2 separate regions of the Mus musculus genome follow, and region 1 is linked to region 2. A link is a contact called in public HiChIP or PLAC-seq data. All regions are on one chromosome and are shown on one strand. The core of a region is the stretch at or near the end of the contact, and the rest is flanking DNA. Distances in the headings are between cores, read along the strand shown.

Region 1 (6,992 bases), core at 1,576-4,075, 110 kb before region 2:
CTCCAGACTATAGCATGCCACTAACAGAAAGAGAACTTAAAAAAAAAAAGTTTCCAATGAAGTTAACATTCTATTTTAATAATGCCTCAAGCTATTCACAGAGTAAACTAATTACTTACAAATTCTTAAAATGCTTAGACTGGTTACTAATCAGTCAATGAGACCTAAGCGGCTGACATTTTAAAATAGCAAATTAAGAAAACCACAGGGAAGCCATTGCTTGTTACTAAAAGTTGGCATATACTAAATGCTTCATCCTAGGAAAGCTAAGTAAACAGAACTTCCCCGCTGCACTGCCCCAAACCAAACCAGCAAAAGATGCTATGCATTATACTCTTAAAAATCCATCCACTGGGCCACCAAACAGAAGCTAAAATGTGTAGTCAGGTATCACACCTCCTGCCTAGCTCAGCTTTTGATTTATTGATTTGTTTATTTATTTATTTAAATCATTAGGACTCATGTAGCCCAGGCTAACCTTAGCCTCACTTCGTAGCTGAGGATGACACAGAATCTCCGATTCTCCTCTTTCCACCACCACCACCCCCCCCCCCGCCCCCCCGGGTGCTATGAGGACGCCTGCACCACCACACCCAGTTTTATGCAGCGCTGTTGATCAAAAGGCAGGGCTTCACACATTCTAGCAGAACACCACCCCAGTCTCCAGTTCACGTTTAACCAAGTCCAAGAGCGCCTTCTTGGAAATGGCACCAGGTTCTTTCTCTCTCTCTACCTTCTTTCCATCACAGTCCCTCTGAAGCCATCTCTTCACTTTACACCTGGTGTCTTCAGCGTTTAACTATGTGGCACAGGCTTGCCTTGAACTGGAAATTTTCTACCCCAGCCTCTGGAGGGCCGAGCCTACCATAGGCAAGCATCGGAATACCTAGAGCATCTTTAATTCTCCAGTCTCTATGCAGGAGCTTCTCGAAACCCACTGCAACCACTGGAAATGGTGGAAGCATTTCAGATAAGAAAGAACGAAAGTTTAGGAGAAAACCATGTGAGTAAATTGATACCCAAAATGGAAAACTTAAATAACTTATTTTCTACGTGCAGGAGTAGCTTCCGAAAGTCAATTTGCAGGCTGGGCGTGGTGGCGCACGCCTTTAATCCCAGCCCTCAGGAGGCAGACGCAGACGGATTTCTGAGTTTGAGGCCAGCCTGGTCTACAAAGTGAGTTCCAGGACAGCCAGGGCTATACAGAGAAACCCTGTCTCGGAAAACTGAAAAAAAAAAAAAAGAAGAAGAAGAAGAAGAAGAAGAAGAAAAAAAGAAAGTCAACCTGCCGGCACTCCCTCTAAGTCATGGTAACAAACTAGAACACAGGACACTGTACTTCAACCACAATGCCCCACCCAACACCTCTGGGAGAAGCACTTGAACAAATCCTGGCTTCTGCCAGAATGAGAACTCTGCTCTGTGACTCCAGCTCTCCGGGCAGTGCCTCACCATCCTTACAAGAATATAACTGGAATCTGTGCATCTGTGAGCAGTGCTTTCGAAGGTTGCCTGCTAGGAGGCACAAAACATGGAGCTATATGGTCCGTCAGATACATTAGGTATGTCACCACTGGATCCACCAAGAATGCACTTTTTACATGGGATTGCAGGTTATAAGGAATAAAGGTTAAAGATTCCCCAGCAACAGGCTTTTGCATGAGAGCACTCCAAGGAAGGTCATATCAGATGTGCATTTTTGGGTGACATTTCTGAAAGATCAGAAGGGGCACATAGGATCCACCATAGGCAGGACCTTGTGTGTCTCACTCATTCATGTGTACTCTAGCTCCTGGGCCAAAAGCAGGACTTGAATCACTGGGCCCTGGGCATACAGTTGAACTGAGTGAATTCTAACTTTCTTGGCTTTCAAGTCTAGTCTTTATTGTTGAAGCCTTGATTAAAGACTTTTCTCATTATGAACTGAGCAAGAAACGAGGTGTGGGAGGTGCATTTAAACAGTTCTTAGCCTGGAACAAAAAAGTTGTTTATACCTAGTGCTAATCAAGCAAACTGCACAAATCTGTTCTGTGTGTTCTTTGGCTTTTCTCTAAAATGCCTACAAATCTTTTAGCAGCAGGAAATGGGGAAAAGCAGCACTCAGGGACACAGGAGGAGTTGCTACAGGACGAAAGGAAAGCCCATATTTTAGGATTAAAAACAAAAAAGCAAAAACACCACCCAGCTTCAGTGAATCTGGTGGCAGCCAACTGTGAGACCCCCACCCACCCCTCTTTGTCCCCACTGGACCTATGGGACAACGACGCTGTGTATTCTTCTATTATCAGTAAGGGCTGAAAGAAGAGACTGTCCATTACAGGTGACCATACAAGTAAATTTAATTTTAGACTTCTAAATTTTTAGTTTCACATACATACAATTAAAAGATAGCCTGGGGAAACCAAAGAAAACAGGGTATTAAATTACCCTGTAACCTGATGGCAGGGTAATAGCTGCTGCTTTAAAATTAAGCAAGAGAGAGATGAATTCACCTTTCAGTTTTAGTTAACTTTTCATTCACTATAATTTACCAAATTTATTCACTTAAATCACTTATAATTTAAATAATGTATTCAAATAATTATAATTTAATTTGTTTAGTTAAATTACAGTTAAAATCTTACGCTATTTAAGAATAAAGGCTACTATAGATTTTGTAGGCTTGCATAAAAGCTAGCTCAGCTCTACCACTAAGCAATTATTTGTCTCCCAGGAAAGAGGGCTTGAACTCCATGATTCTGAAAATATCCTACTAAATGCCAAAGGTGACAAACACCTCAGCCGCCATTGGCAGCCAGCTCTAGCTGACCTTTCCTCTCATTTCTCTCATTTCACGTCACCTTGTGTCTGACTTGCTGTGTGTGCAGCTGTGTACACTTCTCCAGGGACAGAGTCCAAGTCTTATACAAATTTCTTGCCGCCACTCTTTATCCCTGTCTTGCATCTGCCTGATCCTGTGCTTAAACCAGACTAAACAATCTACTTCCTCTGGCAAGGTACAGACCACATCCAACACTCAGTTAGGTACTCGGCTTTTCCTTCAGTGTGGACCAGCAGGAAACAAACAGGAAGCAACTATGCCAACCACAAGAAAAAGAAACACACGCCTGTCTGGAACTGTGCACAACAGGTTGCTTTTAGCTCTCCCGCGGGCATTCAAAGTTCTCTTGCAGCGTTGTGAGAAGCACAACTGTCAGGGGCGAGATCGGCTTTAACCTGGACTTACTGACAAGATTGTAGGCAATTATTTATGGTTCTGAAAACCAGTGAAGCAGTCCCTGGGGGAATTTTCTTACTGTATAGTATCCCATGCCTTGTTTGTCTTCTGAAAATATTAAGCATTCTCAGATTACACGTAAATCGATCTCTAATAGAAATACGTTACTAGGCAGGTTACAGACCAGGCTCAGCAGACAGGGAGCCTGTCAGAGATGCTGCCACGAGGCTCCTAAAGTGGTGATCCTCGGGTAAGAATGTTAGCTAACTTCCAACCAGTAACATTGTCTTCAACTGTATTGCTCACACACATTGACTCCAAGAGGTCCATAACCTACTTCTAGCCTTACTAGATGATGTTAGAAGCACACAGATGGGTATGGGTGTGTGTGCGTGTGTGTGTGTGTGTGTGTGTGTGTACAAGTGGAAAGAGCAGATGAAAGCATAAGGCTATAGAATACAGTGACAAATAAGAGGTCATCAGTCTGGGATTGAAAAGCCATCAGAAGGCTTCACAACCTGTATAAGTAACACTGGCAAGGCTAACAAAATACACGGTCAGGCTAGGGTGCAGCTCAGTGGCAGGGCACTGGTCTGGAAGGTGTGAGCTCCTTGGGTCAATCCCCAGCACCATAAAAATAAAAATACACACAAACTCTTCCAGCATCTTCGGTGTAACATCTCATGAAGCAGAACTTTGAAGGGTGGCCCTGGCCTGCTGATGGCTTAGGCACTGAAGAGAGTCGGCACCACACAGCTCCAGAAGACTGAAAAGGCCGTAACAATGCCCACTCGAGTTTTCAAGACACAGGGAGGTGTGTTCATCTAATTCCACTGTGTGTATGTGGAGAGAGCAGATGGAAGCACATGGCTATAGAATACGGTGGCAAATAGGGGTCCTGGGATTGAATCCCACTCAGACGATCACTCTGTGGAACACAAACTAAGGTCCCGATTAAGGGCACTTCACTTACTGACTACACTGAATGAAGCCGGTCTCTTCTGAGGCACCATTTTCACTACATTAACACTAAAGCACCTGCCAGCCAGCTCCGTTAAGCTTCGTCTATAAAGGTGTAGGCACCTGCAGTGACGATGCCCAAGAGCCTAGCATCCCCTGACCCCGAGTCGCCTTGCAGACATGCAGCCTGCCTCTGCCACTCAGCTCTGCTTGGACCTTGTAGCTTGGTTCGCTCCCACGTGCCACATGCGTGGGCCGAGGCGGTACGCAGCATTCTCTGCTGAGGTTTCTTCACCTAGCATGCTGTGACGGATTCATCCACGGTACTGGGGTGTGAAAAAGCTTGCTTGTTTTAACTAAAGCTTCTGTCAAGCCTCCTGATCAGTGATTGATCCCATGAAATAAAGAAATAGGATTTGGAGACAGTAAACAACAGAGTAAAACCCAATATTGAGCTACTGCTCTCCAGAGAGCTAAAGGCCACACTCAGGTTTCTACATGAAACAAGATATCTGTGCAAAATGTCTAGGACTATGCTTGGCAGGAAGCATGAGCTCCACAAACAGCCTCTTTGTACAGCTGTGCCAGGGAGTGCCACTCACAGGCCACAGTGTTACAATGGCGGCAATAACGAAAGACTCATTTCCCCCAGGGAGTGCCATTCGCGGGCCACAGTGTTACAGTGGCGGTAATAATTAAAGACTCATTTCCTTGTATTAAGTTACCTTTTTAAAAACTGGTCGACCTGCTAGGGATGCTCTTGACTCCGCTGCTTACACTGTAATGTTCTGAAGAAAGAATAAGCAAGGAAAAGAGCCATTCTTCAGGGGGAAAACTTAAAATGAAAAAACTCCTGCTTGCAATCCTGCTTAGAAGCCAAGTAAATTGGTCTTGGGGCAGAGTTGACAATTCTGACCGAAGGCTGTGGTCATCATGGCCAAGCCATCCGGGGCCTTCCTGGATTTTTTTTACACCACCCTGGGTCCTGTCTTCTAAGCACAGCCAGGATCTGACTGCAGTAATGCCGCAGTACCAAATACACGAGAAGTTTAAAAAGCATCCTAAAGTCAACACTTGCACAGCTGACATACACAGACATTGCCCCTGTAGACAGGAGGGCAGGTGAATGTTGTGAGCATATTAAAGAACAATATTATAATTCCTTAACTGGAGTCACCACTATCCCCACCTCTGAGTTAGTTCTCAAACAGTTAAAGTAGTTTTATAATTGGTAATGTGTGGTTTAAGGACAACACAGGGAAAGTTCCCCAGGTCCTTAAAAACCCCTATTTTATGGGGGACACTTTTATATAAATATGTATTCCTACAGAAAGCATGGGTTAGAATCAGATGTATCTACAACAAGAATTTTTACCTTTTTTTTTTTTTAATCAATGTAAGTTTGGCAACTTTTGTGAATACAGGAAGTATGCATTGCAAAGACTGTTAATTTTAATGAATTCTGGTTAGTCATTAAGTCTAAAGACAACCATACAGTAAAGTGACTTTGTCATTTACTGGCTGATCTGTGGTAACTCTAGAAGTAAAAGGTAATAGTAATTACATCAAGATAATTTGTATCCATCAGAAATGGGTCTTGTGAGGCAGACAACTATAGAATGTACACTAGCAATGTGGTAAATTTTCACAATAAACATACACATTGTAAGCTCTGATGCCTCTGAGAGAGGTGAGGTGTCCTCCCACCCCCTACCAAGTGGAAGAAAGTCATTCTTTTTTTTTTTTTGGAGAAAGGGTAGCTTCTAAAGCCAATGGGATATTTTATCAAATAGCACAGAAAACCCTATAAACTTAGCCTTCTCAAGATTCCACATACAAGACCACAGGCCTAAGGGTGGTGCTCCTATGTTGGTGAGTGAGTACATCTATAACAAATTTTAAAATGCTGAAATCTCATCAAATTAATAGAGATGATATAGAAGAAACACTGTCTATCCTTCAGGACACCATTTCTTCAGATTCTGGGAAGATACCCTTTAATTCTTCCTCGTGTGTTCAAAACCAAGGCTGCAATGAAGCTTGGTAACGCTACACCCCAGAGCCGTTATGCATTTGGATCGGAATTAATTTTGTTATTGTTGTACCCTCAGAAACCTTCCCGTGCTCCCAGACTTTCCACAGCCTCACCTTGTTACAGGGTCCTATGTCAGGATTCAATTGCGTATGGGTTTCTGACCCACACTTAAGAAGCTGTGCCAACACTTGGGCTTTAGACGAGCAGAGACAAGTGTTTTGAGCATTCCCAAAACAATAGGTAAGTACTCTATGAAATAAACCAACCTATTTCGCATACATAACTTCCTCATGTTAGGTAGGCAGTCCACAACCAGGAGAAGGCATGGTAACATCAAAGAACTTCATGAATCTAACAGTGGTTCCAACAGGGGCTACTCCAGGAAAAAAAAAAGTGTGGGGGGGGGGGATGTGCAAGAGCCAAAGCCAAACGCTCCCTTTACACTTTCCTCTGCTGCTGCCTGGTTACAGACTGATGTCTGTCTGTCTGCATCTTGTGCGCATTCCTCCCCTAGTGGAAAATCTCCCTCTCCCTTGCACCACACCCACCATCTCTACGCTCTAGCTCCTTCATACCTGCCTCTCTTTCCCTGCAGACATCTTCTACCCTTTGCCTTGCTCCTGACCCCAAGACTTCCTAAGGAAGTCTTTTCTTCTCATTCCAACTCCACTGCCTTAGCTCAGAATCACAAAATAAGACCATTTCCTAAAGTTATCTACAGTGATAATGACTGAAGTCATAAGATTATTTCAATTTTGTTAGCCTCTGAAAACTCACTGA
Region 2 (7,264 bases), core at 1,147-3,646:
CTAAACAAAGAATTCTCAACTGAGGAAACTCGAATGGCTGAGAAGCAGCTAAAGAAATGTTCAATATCCTTAGTCATCAGAGAAATGCAAATAAAACAACCCTGAGATTCCACCTCACACCAGTCAGAATGGCTAAGATCAAAAACTCAAGTGACAGCAGATGCTGGCGAGGATGTGGAGAAAGAGGAACACTCCTCCATTACTAGTGGGATTGCAAGCTGGTACAACCACTCTGGAAATCAGTCTGGTGGTTCCTCAGAAAATTGGACATAGTATTACCTGAGGACCCAGCTATACCACTTTGGGGCATATAGCCAGAAGATGTTCCAACATATAACAAGGACACATGCTCCACTATGTTCATAGCAGCCTTATTTATAATAGCCAGAAGCTGGAAAGAACCCAGATGTCATTCAACAGAGAATGTATACAAAAATGTGGTACATTTACACAATGGAGTACTACTCAGCTATAACAATGACTACATGAAATTCTTAAGCAAATGGATACAACTAGAAAATATCATCCTGAATGAGGTAACCTGATCACAAAAGAACACACATGGTATGCACTCACTGATAAGTGGATATTAACCCAAAAGCTTGGAATACCCAAGATACAATTCACAGACCACATGAAGCTCAAGAAGAAGGAAGACCAAAGTATGGATGCTTCAGTACTTCCTAGAAAGGGGAACAAAATACTCACAGGAGGAAATATGGAGGCAAAATGTGGAGCAGAGACTGAAGGAAAGGCCATCCAGAGACTACCCCACCTAGGAATCCATCCCACATACAGACACCAAATCCAGACACTATTGTGGATGCCAATGTGGATCCTAACAGGAGCCTTATATAGCTGTTTCCTGGGAGGCTCTGCCAGAGCTTGACAAATACAGAGGTGGATGCTTGCAGCCAACCATTGGACTGAGCACAGGGTCCCCAGTGGAGGAGTTCGAGAAAGGAGTGAAGGAGCTGAAGGAGTTTGCAACCCCATAGGAAGAACAACAATATCAACCAACCAGACACCCTAGACCTCCCAGGGACTAAACCACCAACCAAAGAGTACACATGGAGAGACTCATGGCTCCAGCCGCATATGTAGCAGAGGATGGCCTTGTCGGGCATCAATGGAAAGAGAAGCCCTTGGTCCTGTGAAAGCTTGATGCCCCAGTGTAGGGGAATTCGAGGGTGGGGAGGTGGGAGTAGGTGGGTAGGTGAGGGAAGAAGCAGGGGGAGGGGGGATGGGATAGGGGGATTCTGGAGGGGGGACCAGGAAAGGGGATAACATTTGAAATTTAAATAAAAAATAAATCTAATTTTTAAAAGATCATAAAACAGCAACAGCTGCGCCATCACTGGGACAAGGAATTGCTTCCAGCCACTCAGAGGCACTGAGGTCCAGGCTGAAAGCCCCGCCCCCCTGCACGCGCACTGCTGGCAGCACGGGCTACTCATCCTGAGCCCAACTCCTTTACAGTCTGCGTCTGCTGTTGAAATTCTGAAAGTTCATCTCTGTGAAGTTTTCCATGTGAGTTGATTCCCTGGAGATCTGCAAGTGATTAGTTATTGTTTTGATGGATGTGTAATTTCTGGCTTGGTCCAAAACCGTTTCACTAAGCATTGAGATGAGCCTCGGAGAAACTTGCCAGGTGAGTTGAACACAGCCAGGGTGGGACCTGAGCTGACTCTCGCTCAGTCTCTCTGCCACCCTGATCCTGCTCGGGCTTTAACATGTGGGAACTAGTGGGGTCTTTGGAAAGTGAACGTGCCTGGGCTGGGGTCTGAGACTGGGCTTTCACAGGCTCCCAGACTACTCTGAAGTAGGTAATGGGGTCCTTCAGCATGGGTAGCAAGGGCAGCTGGGTCATTTGGAGCTCAGCGTTCTCGTTCTAAATAATTCAACCAGAAATAAATACACAGCCAAAACTTGTAAACTGTGAAGTAATTCTGAGGAAAAGCTTGCGACGAGAATAACTGCCTGGAGATGATGGTTTGCTGTACTTTGTAAAAATCCAGGAACAGCTGGGATCCCGACACTTGTTAGGGAAGTTAGACGCCAGCTCTGAGGCCTGAAGCAGCACAAAAACTGAAAGCAACTTGGGTCAAGGCTGTAGAGTTCCAGCCTTACCCGACCCCAACCCCCACCCGGCAGGCAAATGCTATGCAAAGAGGAAGACGTGCCAAGACCTGTCCCCACTTGAAAAAAGCAGCTGCCCAAAAACTGCGCACTCACCTTCCAGGTGCCCAGGCCCACAATGGGCATCTTGGCTCCGGTAAGGAGCGTCACGAAGGCGGCCATGGTTGCTGCAGAAACGGTTCAAAGGGAACAGACGGGAGCCTTTGCCTAAATTAGGAGTCTGGCAACTGGTTCCGTGTCCTTGAGGAGACAGGCTCTTCTTCCTACTGGCTAGCAGCCACAGCCTGGGGGCGGGCACTGGCACAGGAAGTGCATTTCGGTTTTTCGTAGGGTTGACCAGCAGTAAACACTGCAGAATACTAAGTTTCCCTGCTGCAGAGTGCAAGGCTCCCGCAGCAGTGCCCGCACAGGTGTGTGGACAAAAATAACAGGCAGTGAAAGATGAATGCATAAGTTTATTTAAGGAAGGTCATTGCTTCGAGAGTGCACATACTCTAGGGGTCCAACAAGTTTTCAGCTAGGGAAAAAAAATTCAAGGCAAACAAGGAGGCATATAGCAATCATTCTGATATCGATTAGTACTGATAACCCACTACTGTCAGACTAGCCACATCAATTATTTCTGAAACCACTATTTCACTAGCTACAATATTGATAACAAGAGATATCGGTGGGAAATCAATTGACGGATGTCCTTGCAGAATTTTTTTTCAATTTTTATTATTTATTTACATTCCCGTCCCCCCTTTTGTCCCCCCTCCCAAAATTTTTCATCCCATTCCTCCTCCCCCTTGCCTCCGAGAGGGTGCCCCCGCAGACCTCCCCCTCCCCTGGGGCTTCAAGCCTCTCAAGGATTAGGCACATCTTCTCCAACTGAGGCCAGACCAAGCAGACCTCTGCTGTATTTTTGCCAGGGGCCTCCGACCAACCCGTGTATGCTCCTAGTTGGTGGCTCAGTCTCTGGGAGCTCCCTGGAATCCGGATAAACTGAGACTGCTGGTCTTCCTATGGGGTCACTCTTCCCTTCAGCTTCTTCAGTCCTTCCCCTAACTCAACCATAGGGGTCCCAGACCTCAGTCCAACGGTTGGGTGTATCCGCCTCTGTCTCTGTCAGCTGCTGGTAGGGCCTCTCAGAGGACAGTCATACAGGCTCCTGTCTGTAAGGACAACACAGCATCAGCAATAGTATCAGACCTTAGCGCCCTCCCATGAGATGGATCCCAAGTTGGGCCAGTCACTCTTTTTAATGTATGAATTTGAAAAGCAGTAATGTGAGGCTGGACCAAAGAAGAAAGAATCATAATCTCAACTTCCTTAACACAAAAGTAAACACAGAGTAACATTATGTGCGGTTATAGTAGCCTCTGTGTCAGGCGTGGCTGTGTGAGTGTGTAATTTCATCTGTGTTCACACAATTGCTGTAAGATCATGGGAGTAAATTGGTCTAGAAGTAGAGATTACCTATTAGTCATTTCGACATGATCTTTTACTACTAAAATTCTCCTTCTCCTCCTCCCTCCTCACCCCTCCCCCTTGCTCCCCACCCTCCTGTTCTTCCCTCATTCCTACTTCCCCCTCCCCTCCTCCTCCTCCTCCTCCTCCCCCCTCACCTGCTTCCCTCCTCCCCTCCCTTCTTTTCTTTCTTTTTGTTTTCAAAGATTTATTTATTTATTTTATGTATGTGAGTACACTGTACCTGTACAGATGGTTGTGAGCCTTCATGTAGTTGTTTGGAATTTAATTTTTGGGACCTCTACTTGCTCTGGTCAATTCTGCTCTCTCTGGTCAGCCCTGCTCGCTCTGGCCCAAAGATTTATTTATTATTATACATAAGTACACTGTAGCTGTCTTCAGAAATACCAGAAGAGGGTGTCAGATCTCATTACAGGTGGTTGCTGGGATTTGAACTCAGGACCTTTGGGAGAGCAGTCAGTGCTCTTACCCACTGAGCCATCTTTCCAGCCTCTTTTCTTTCAATAATAAAAAAGTTTCTTCATTCTTCTTTGCTTTTCTTTCAGATTTAATGACTTGACCATGCTGCCACTTGCTCCTCTCCACTCCCTCTCAACCCTGCCCCTGGATTCCTTCCAGACTTCATTAGGACATTCTATTAAGTCAGGTTTGGCTTCAGAAAGCAAGTTACTTCAACATAATACTGGATGACAAGTAGGTCCCAATGACAGGGGCTACTTTATGCTTCTCTGCCTCTCTGGCCTTTTCTCTGGCTTCTCACCTCTCAGCTTTCCCAGAGCATCTAGTGAGTAGGGGCTCAGATCATAAGCAAAGCCCTATCTCTTGTTTTCCGTGTCTGTCACGTGCCACTTGCTGCACTCAATGCTAGAATGCAGTCCCTGTCTTCCAGAAGTTTGTGTGGGAGCCAGATTGGGGTGCAGGAGTAAGTTCCAGGAACAGAGGATTGAGAAGGTATGTGTAGAACTTCTGATGTATGTGTGTGTGAGAGAGAGAGTCTACAGAATACATTGCATATATATATATTACAAAGTGTTGGAGTCCAAGATTCGCCTCATAAACCACATGAACACCGATCTCAGTCAGACAGGGATGGTTTATTGGACACATATCCTAAGAATGATCAATTGGGGCTGTAGTTCAGAGTTTGGAGGCTGAGTTACAACTCTGAACATCTTTCTCTGTCAGGTTATAAAGGCTAAAACCACAATGAGCTCATACACAGGTGCAGGAAGTGTTGCCTAGCGGTTGGCTCTGATTCAAGCCATTTTAGACATAACACTTCATATTGACCTTTAATTTGATGGGTCCTATGTAAAGCTTTGTGGAATTTCTTAAGACTAACAAAGCTCAGAACATATAGAACATAACAGGATATGTGATCAGCATGACCTTGCTCTGAGTCAAGTTATTTTTCTGTACCAAAGACTGGCAGGCAAATTACAGCAACAATATGAAATAGCTGACAGGCATGGAACAAAATGGCTGCAGCTATGCTGGGCTTGAGGGCAGGCCTCAACACAAAGGCTCTGGAGAGAGATGAAGAGAAGAGCTGTGTATTTTAAGACAGGAGACTCACACAAGAGTCATCCAGGCCAGAACTGGTTGGCCAGACCAAGTGGCCTGAAAGGCACCCTCATGGATGGCACTTCAGAGATTTACCTTTGTCTAATTTATACGTATCATCCTTAGAGTATTAATGACCTTGTGGAAAGTTACAATGAACAACTAAAACATTCAAGACACAGTCAAGCCTCTAGATTTTAAAAAAAACATCCACACAAAGAAGCCCTGCATCTTCTGCAGATGCCTGTGTTGGGGTTCAGCCAGCATAGAGAAAGTGAATGTGACTGTATTGGCTAGATTTTGTGTGTTAACTTGACACAAGCTGGAGTTATCACAGAGAAAGGAGCTTCAGGTAAAGAAATGCCTCCATGAGATCCAGCTGTAAGGCATTTTCTCAATTAGTGATCAAGAGTGGTCTCATCCCTGGGCTGGTGGTCCTGGGTTCTATAAGAAAGCAGGCTGAGCAAGCCAAGGAGGAAGCCAGTAAGCAGCACCCTCCATGGCCTCTGCATCAGCTCCTGCCTCCAAGTTCCTGCCCTGTGTGAGTTCCTGTCCTGACTTCCTTTGGTGATGAACAGCAATGTGAAAGTATAAACCGAATAAACCCTTTCCTCCCCAACTTGCTTCTTGGTCATAATGTTTTGTGCAGGAATAGAAACCCTGACTAAGACAGTGACCATGAGCTACAGTGACCTCAGGGTCCCAACCCTGAGGTTTAAAATGGGTATAAAGAACTATGAAATTGTTCCCTACAGTTTTATTTCTCCTATAGACAGCCTGAAACATGGTGACTGTTTTAGTAAAGTTTTAATAAAGACAGGGATAGCGAGAGGGCAAGATGTCACTACTAGTGTCTCCTGGCTTATGGAAAATTCTGGCAATTCATCACTGGAGGATTTAGATTTAATAAGGCTTACAAGAATAGGATTCTAGTTGTTGCACCCAGAGATTGAGTTACCATTGTTTCTGAACTAAGTTTGTGTAGCGTTTTCCTTCACGCCTGTTCGACTGGGTTCAAGAGAGAAATGGCAGACATACATCATTTAATGGAGCAACTGACTGAGCTTCGTCAGGAGTCTCTTTGACAGGAAGATCTGCTTCAGGAATGAAGGAAAAACAACACTTACCTTGTAAAGCGGTTAGAACACGAGAGTTTTCAGTGTGAATTGCAGATCAAGGAGTTAAGAGTGCAACATGAAGAAAATATTTAAAAATTCGCAGATCAGCCTGGCGTGGTGGCACACGCCTTTAATCCCAGCACTCGGGAGGCAGGGGCAGGCAGATTTCTGAGTTCGAGGCCAGCCTGGTCTACAAAAGTGAGTTCCAGGACAGCCAGGGCTATACAGAGAAACCCTGTCTTGAAAAAAACAAACAAACAAAAAACAAAAAAAACAAAACAAAAAAAACAAACAAACAAAGCAAAAAAAAATTTAGCAGATCAGTTTTTGCAGGAACAAAAGGAGGCCCATAAGATTCAATCAAATGATGGAAAGAATTGGGTAGAAATGTCCACGTAGCACCTACAAATATTCCAAATGTGCCTGAACATAATGCAAATAAGAATGAGGACCCCTCAAGCAATCATCTTCCACATGGGAAAGAACGAGTTGGTGATGCAGGGTTGCCTGGAGTAGAAGAGAATGATCTAGCAAAAGTAGATTAGCTTCCTGCTGCTTTAAAGAAGCCCCCTGTGGTAGCTTCTCAACATGAAAGTCATCAGTCAGTCTTCCAACTGGGCAGCCTCTCTCACGAAACAAGGCTCCAGGTTCACATCGAAGCCAGAATGAAAATCCCGGTACTTCACAACAGAACCCTTCAAACCTCTTCAGCACATAACTCCAGGCCCAAACCCGGAGCGGGAACCCAGAATTCAAACAGACATGCTAAAGCAGGCCACCCGGGACAGAGCCGATGATTTCCACAAGTTGAAGCAATGATGAAGAACAGGAGCTTCAGCTGGATCCTGCAGACTGTGGCAAACAGCGCTTCAGTGATGTCCTTCAAGTCTAAGGGATTCCCGAAACCCAAAGTGCCGGGCAGCGGATCATCTCTACTCGCCAGTTTTGACTTCTGTTGTAAAGATCGGGTG

The links. HiChIP or PLAC-seq counts read pairs in DNA pulled down with a chosen protein or histone mark.
Region 1: an HNF4G HiChIP or PLAC-seq map of pancreatic cancer cells shows a contact between it and region 2. The contact joins the enhancer-like site here to the promoter of Akr1b10 in region 2. A contact is called at or near these places in 2 of 39 promoter capture datasets (the HPC-7 cell line and hippocampal neurons), 3 of 115 datasets of contacts at active chromatin or transcription factors (effector CD8 T cells, memory CD8 T cells and pancreatic cancer cells) and 1 of 9 other capture datasets (pancreatic islet).

What each region holds. Positions count from the first base shown.
Region 1 is chr6:34,491,309-34,498,300 of GRCm38.p6, reverse strand. The region is part of intron 2 of Bpgm (2,3-bisphosphoglycerate mutase); the gene reads right to left. Among named protein-coding and RNA genes, the nearest start is that of Gm52898, 17 kb to the left of the region's middle. Within about 2 kb of position 2,825, at least 68 of the 459 cell types and tissues checked have an H3K27ac peak or open chromatin away from gene starts, as enhancers often do. A contact at or near this core is called in the HPC-7 cell line, effector CD8 T cells, memory CD8 T cells and 1 more, where this site is marked.
Region 2 is chr6:34,379,379-34,386,642 of GRCm38.p6, reverse strand. It overlaps Akr1b10 (aldo-keto reductase family 1, member B10 (aldose reductase)), which reads right to left and starts at 2,396. Exons shown (of 10, transcript NM_172398.3): 1 at 2,236-2,396. The coding sequence starts at 2,301. It also overlaps the pseudogene Gm13858.